Regions from separate parts of the Arachis hypogaea genome. Here region 2 is linked to region 1. Evidence: chromatin contacts called from public Hi-C data. All regions are on one chromosome and are shown on one strand. The core of a region is the stretch at or near the end of the contact, and the rest is flanking DNA. Distances in the headings are between cores, read along the strand shown.

Region 1 (3,706 bases), core at 872-3,371:
TTGTAAGAATGACTAATTTTTAGAATAGAGACCACTTTAATAAAGACATTAAAAATGTCTTTTTTTTTTAAGATATTCACACATATCATGTTATTATTAGATATCTTTATTAAATCGATTAATAATTTATTTTTTAATAAATCAGAACCAAATCGGTTTATTATAGCAACAATAATAAATCCAATTGTCTGTATTATAATTATTAGATCCGATTTGATCCGATCAAATTATACCATCTAAATCGAATATCTTTAAATTTTTTAATAAAAAGACAATGATATATTTGACTTTTTGTTTTTTGGATATTTAAATCTCTAAAAATTTAAAAATACAATTAAATCCCTAGAAAAAAAATTTGAATTTATTGTTATTGTTATAAAAAAACTCAGTTTTATTTTAATTTGTTAAAAAATTTAAAAATAACAGGTTCATTAATACATCCAATAATAATGTGACGTAAATATCTTTACAAAATGACGTTTTATGGGAGCTCCTCCTCTTGGAATATGTAAAATGTATAAACTATTTTAATTTAAAAATTATTAAATATTTATTAGTGAATAATTAAATAAAAAATTAATAAAAATATTAAAATATTCTTAAACTAACAAAATAACTTATGTTGCAGCACAAAAGTTTGGATAAAAATAATATATTTATTGGATGGAGAGTATCAAATAGTAAATCAATATAATATAAGTTAACAGTTCATTTATGAGAAATTTAATGTGATTAATAATTTTTTTGAGAAATTTAATGTGGTTAATAATTTTTTTCTCAACATGTATTGTGAAATGTGTTGTTTGCCATTGAAAAACCAATATGAAGAAATTGAAAAAGGGATGAAGAAGAAATAAGGAGTGAAGGTCTAAAAAATAAAGAAGTTGAGCTAGGCTCTTTGTTAGGAATTAATCTTTATTCCGAGTTATTACAAACTGTCAATACTTCTTCAATCACTTTCTTTACTAACAAATATGTACTCATGTACTCTACTAACATATAATTAATGGTGGGTACTCCCATGAAGATATTATAATTGTCTTCATGTGATGATTTTTCTTTTTGACCCTTAGATGATGGAGTGTAGGGTTAGATTTTGATATGTTATAAAAGTGTTGTTTTTATTTGAAGTGTGGCCAAATCAATAAATCACACTTTTATACAAAGCATCTTCATAAAAAGATGTTTTTTGCATCTTCATTTGAGTAGCTCCCATAATTAATAATCTTCTTCTTTTACAGTAATAAGAAAAAGTTTATCTAATTTATTTATTTAGTTATTTTGTTTTCTTATATTAGTTATAAATTGATTATAAAACTATTAGTTATGTAAATTTTGTTTATATATAATATATATAATTATATATACTTCCACGTTAACCGCTTTGTACTTTATATGATAACGACTTTTTACAACCTTCTGATTCATTTTTTTGTTTATTGTTTTTTAAAAGAATGAGTCGGTCAAAGTAAAAGAAGATACCGTTCATCCAATTCTTCTCAGGCTGAAAATGAAAAGCTGTTCTCTGCCACGACAACATGCTATTGTTCCATGGATACATTTCACCATTGTTGCTGCTGAAAAGCCAGTTGGACTTCTCCGACACACCAGCAGACACACCGCGAGACCATGTTGAAGAAGAAGGCACTGTTTCTGATGATGTAGATTTTTCGTCAACAATGCTGGTTAATGCTACTGCCAATGACGCTTGTTCATGCGCATTATTGGATCCCCTATAAGACCCATTGAAGGCCACCAATAAAAAAAGTACTAAAAGCCCACAAAGGATCACAAGCAACCCCTTCACCTGTCTCCGCGGCTCTGCCATAGCCCCAGCCGCATCAAGGCTATCCGGCACGGGAATGTAAGAACATGGAATATCATTAGAAGAGTCGTTATTATTAGTAGAAGTTCCCATTGGATATAATCAAATAAACGAAGCTAATGAGTCAATATGAATTGTGTGGTGGTAACTAAGGAAAGAAAAATGATGATAATGAATTGGGCAATGAAAACAGAACTGGACAAGTATGAGAGCGTATTTGCCACATGCGAATATTTATAGAGTCTGTCTGTCAGGATAGACCTCACATGTGCCATTCGATGTAATTATTTCCAAACCACTTGGAACTGAGAGGGAAAATCGAACCGCTTTTTTGGTTAATAATACATAATAATTGAGCTTGATGGCCCTACAATTTTCCAATGCCAATCATTTCTGTCTCTTATTATTGATAATTTTGTAACTTTTGTTTGATTAATTTCCTAAAATTGCTTCAATAATTTTTAAAATAATTTCAAGTCTAATTCTCTACTGTTCCTTTCAAATAATGTAATATTTAATATTATGGTACAGAAGAAGCTTGTAACAATTGACTGTCTATGTAATATAATAGTAGTAATAATAGCGTTACAATGTATATAATATATAGAAGAGTTATGACATTATTGCAACTTGATATTTGAAATACTTTTTTTATTCTAATAGGTTCATTTTAGTTTGGACTGCAAAATAATATATATAATTATTTAGATATATTAAAATCTAGCTCAATTATAGGTAAAGACTATCCGACGGTATTTTTAACACCTAATTATAGCATATTACATATATACACAAATATATATAGTTGTTAGATGAAGATATTTAGATCAAAAGAAGAAGTAAAATTAAAAAAAAAAATTGAGCTGATCATTATAGAGTTTTATTAATATAAGCACAACCTATTTAAATAAATTAAGTGTATGTTTATTAATTAATCATATAAATTTTATTTTTGTAAGATGATCTGTTAAAGTATATTTCCATTTTGCAAATGATGAGCTTATAATTTTGTTGTTGATCAAATTAAGGGAGTCACTCAAATAAAGATGTTTAAAATATTTTTTTAAATATTTTTTAGTAATTAAAATTTAATACACAAATCAATTAAATCGTTTTTTTTTGTCAAATTAGATCAAATAAATTAATTTGATCGAAAAATCGGTAAACCAATCATTGAACTGGTCTAAATTAATATTCTTTTTCTAGTAAAAAATTATTACAATAATTTGATTATAGAAAATGACTAAAATACTCATATTATATATATATTTTTTAATTTTGAGAATCTTAAATCCTAATCCTATGACAGTACAGAAAGAAGATAATGGTTGCAATTTAGGATTCTCAAATTAATAATAATAATAATAATAATAATAATAATAATAATAATAATAATAATAGTAGTATTTTAGTCATTTTTTGTAATTGGGATATTATAGTTATTTTTTATAAAAATTATTAATTTAGACCGGTTCAAGCTGTAATTTATCGATTTTTTAGCTAAATTAATTTGTCTAATTTAATTTTAACAAAAATAACATAATTTAATCATTGTATGTATTAAATTTTAATTTTTAAAATATATCTAAAAAAACGTTTTAAGCGTTTTTATTTGAGTGATTTCTTAAAATGAAAGGAGTTTAGAACATACCTTATTTTCATCTTTGGATGAAGACTAAACTATTTATTCATTATTGAGTTATAAGTTATAACCTTGTTTTGTATAAGATTATAACATTATTATTGTTATCATTTTATCCGAAGTTATTTAAGCTCCAATCGAACTATAATTATCTGCTTGCTTTATTGGTATTATTATGAAGCACATCAATCTAATCATGTAAAAATTGGACCATAATGAGTAATTTTGACATCAAAATA
Region 2 (3,706 bases), core at 682-3,181, 33 kb after region 1:
AGAGGTTGGTTAAGATAGGGTTGTTAATTTTGAATGTGGGTGAACGTGCCGAGGTATAACCCGGTTTCTCCTATGCATAGTTATTAAAATCGGACCAGACCGACCGATTAGACCAGAAAATCGGTGAACCAGATCCAATACCAGTCTAGTCCGACATTTGGACCGCACAAGGTATAGAACCGGAACGAACCGGTCAAACCCGGAGTGAACCGGTGAAATTCGGTAAGACCAGTCTGATCGAACCGCTTGAAATTTAAAATTTCTCAAAATGTGTGAGATGGGGTTCAAACCCTTGTCTTTTGTGAGAAAAATGTCCTTTCTTGCCACCATAATTGTCAGAATCGAACCGGTGATCGAATCGGTCAAGCTACTGGTTCATTTGTTTATTGGTTCAACCGATAAATCACTGGTTAAACTGGTAAAATCGGTGTCACATAAATAAAAAATATAAAATAGTTAAAAGCTTAAAATTAAAATTTGAAATACATATCTTCACTAATATTTATGAAGAATCAAGTCTCAAATTATAAAAATAACTAATATAACAAAAAATAAAATTTATCAGTAATAATACAATAGTATCTTAATTTGATACAATAAAATAACAATTAATTCACAAAGTCTATCATCTAACTATAATATTGGTAGATTTTTACACTAACATCAAAACACATAACCTTAATCACAATACTAGCATTGAAATAGATCAAGCGGATTAATAAATTTTTAGTGAAATTTATATTTATATTAATAATGGTATATAATTAAAATATAATTAACTTGAAAAATAAAGAATACAAAATTAAGTTAAATTAGATATCTATAAAATTATGTAATTGAATGTATACTATATAATTAACATTTGTCATATATAATGTTAAGAAGCATCATGGCTGAGTAGCAAATGTGAGTTGCCTTAACTTAAAGGGTCTTGGTTTAAAACTTGGTGGAGACATTTTGAAAATTTTTCAAACAGACCGATTCAAATAGACCAATTTGCACCAGTTTTCATCGATTTTGACCATTTGTTTCGGTTCTTACCGGTTCATATCGGTTCTCTTTCATAAACGGTTAAAGTAGCAAATCAAATTAGTTTAGGGTACAGTTCACCAGTTTTTCAGTCGAACTAACCGGTCCAGTTCGGTTTTTATAACTATACTTGCCACTGAGCTATCATGTTTCTTGTTAATATATATGCAAATTATAATACATATAGATATCTTTTATCAAATAGTTTACTTCTATTTAATTTATTTTAATTTTAGTTATAAATTCACTCATTCTTAAATTAATTATATTTTTATTTAACAATAATTATAAATTTACTTATTTTTTCTTTTCATAATTATATAATATCTATTAATATTATTTTTTAATAAATACTTGTAGTATATAATAGTATAATAGATATAAACTAATTAATAAATTATTAAAATTTGAAAATAATAGTTATTTTAATATAAAACAAAATAAAAATATTTATGATAAGGTAAAATTAACAAAATACTTATTGTTCCTATTCTATATTGTTTTAAAATAATTAGATATTCTTAAAATATTAGTAAAAATATGTATTTTAAATTTTAATTTTAAATTTTTTATTATTTTTTATTTTTTATTTATATAGGACTAGGTCAATCAGTTCAATCAGTAACCTCCGGTTGAACACTTGAACTAATAACCCAATGATCTAGTAGTTTGATCAGTTCACCGATTCAGTTTTGATAACTATGCTCCGATGTATAAGGTTTACAATACATAATACATTTCCTTTTGATCTCCCACATGTCTTAACTTTTTTTTTTTAACAGACTACATGTCTTTTTTTTTTGGCCTTTTACAATACAACACACTTACACATACTATACTACACTACATGTCTTATTTGAATATCAGATATCTTCTTTCTTATATTTTTGTAGAAGAAAACTTTATATGAGATATCTTGTGTTTCCCTTTTTTTTCCGTCACGAGCATGAGATATCTGGTGTTTCAACTCCTACAATACAGTGTTTCGCAAGAGGCCCAGTGACTAATAGGGACTTCATTTTCTTTTTCCCTTTTATCAGAAGGAACCCAACATTTCTATTACTGGACTAAGAATTTGCTAATTCAATTGGGCTTCTTTTCATTATGTCTATCACATCAAACTTATGTCAAATCCCTAATCAATTTTGAAAAAAATTAAATCCAAAGAAAGGGTAATATAACATTTAAACTTGCAGGTGAAACCTAGTGTGAGAGCACATTAGTATGCCTCTTATTATGCTGTATTTGAATTTAAACTTTGACAATAATAAGTAGTAGATAAGAACCCTTAAAAATATTGGGCATGTGAGTAGATAATGTATGTAAATTTGTGATATAATGCTTTTAAATCTATCTCACATAATAATAATAATATAATAATAATAATAGATTTATTTCCTTGTATCTAAACATAAAATATAAATTAAATTAGTCATTTTATTAATTAGATGATGATGTATTATTTGTTAATATCATAACTTGTTATCTGATATGTTATAAATTTATTTAGAGTCAATTTATTTTTTAAAAATACACATGTAAATAATTTTTATTTCTAAAATTTTAAAAAATAATTAAATTATTCCTTATATAAATTTCTCATATTTAATCTTTATAATATTAAATTTATAATATTTATTAATTCTACTCATTTTAATCTCATTTTTTATATCTTAATAAACAAAACTTTTTTAGGTAAAATAATAAATATAATCAAATTATCACAAAATTATTTTTTTATTTGTATTTTTAGGTTTTATATTTTCAAATTCTAGTTATTTTTAGTGAAACTTTATCAAATTATTATTAATTATATACTAAAAATTTTAATCTTTTAGATCTCAAAATTTAGTTCAACCTATCACTAGTGGCCCATTTTCATCTTTTTATATTTTCTTTAGTTCAAACTTTTTTTACCCAATTACCTTTAAAAAAAAGAAAAAAAATCTGACAGTAAAAAAGACATAAAAAATGACAATAATTAAGTAGTAATAATATTTTTTAAAAAAATTATATTAAGATATTAAGATTTAATGAGTGATCTCATAAATTAATTTTTTAATTATTGGACTTTACCACATAAGTTAAATAATAACAAAAATTATAAAATTTAAAAAGTCTAAAAAATTTAAAATTTTAAAATAACTATTATATTTATTTAATGAGATTCAAAAAAATAATTTTAAATATATAATTAATAATAGTTTAATAAAATCATTTAAATAAAAAAATTACTATAAAAAAACTAAAATTTAAAAATATAAAACTTTAGAACACAAATGATAAAATAATAAAATAACTTTGTAATAATTTAATTATTTTATGTAACAAAAATTTTGTTTATTAAGGTCTAAAATATGATATTAAAATTAGTAATGTTAGAAAATACTAAAAATTTAATATTATGAAGAAAAAATAAGAAAGATTTATATAAGGATTAATTTAATTAATTTTTAAAATTTTAGGGACAAAAATGACTTACATGTATATTTTTAATGATTAATTTTTTTAAATAAATTTATAACATGTCAGATAATACGCTTAATATATCAACTAATAATCTTATGACATGTGACATTAATTTATCATATTGTTATGTTATGTGTCACTTAATATGATATATCATCATCTAACTGATGAAAAGATCAATTTAACTTATGTTTTATTTTTTTAAAAT

Evidence for each region. Hi-C and Micro-C count contacts between places; a contact is called where the count stands out from the background.
Region 2: a Hi-C map of leaf shows a contact between it and region 1, with 2.9 times the contacts expected there. The contact joins the enhancer-like site here to the promoter of LOC112800895 in region 1. A contact is called at or near these places in 2 of 8 Hi-C or Micro-C datasets (both in leaf).

What each region holds. Positions count from the first base shown.
Region 1 is chr5:14,011,105-14,014,810 of arahy.Tifrunner.gnm2.J5K5, forward strand. LOC112800895 (acid beta-fructofuranosidase) reads right to left here and starts at 2,122. Exons shown (of 3, transcript XM_072236740.1): 1 at 1,483-2,122. The coding sequence starts at 1,918.
Region 2 is chr5:14,044,425-14,048,130 of arahy.Tifrunner.gnm2.J5K5, forward strand. No RefSeq gene overlaps it. Among protein-coding and RNA genes, the nearest start is that of LOC112800896, 6.0 kb to the right of the region's middle. Within about 2 kb of position 1,932, at least 2 of the 3 cell types and tissues checked have open chromatin away from gene starts, as enhancers often do.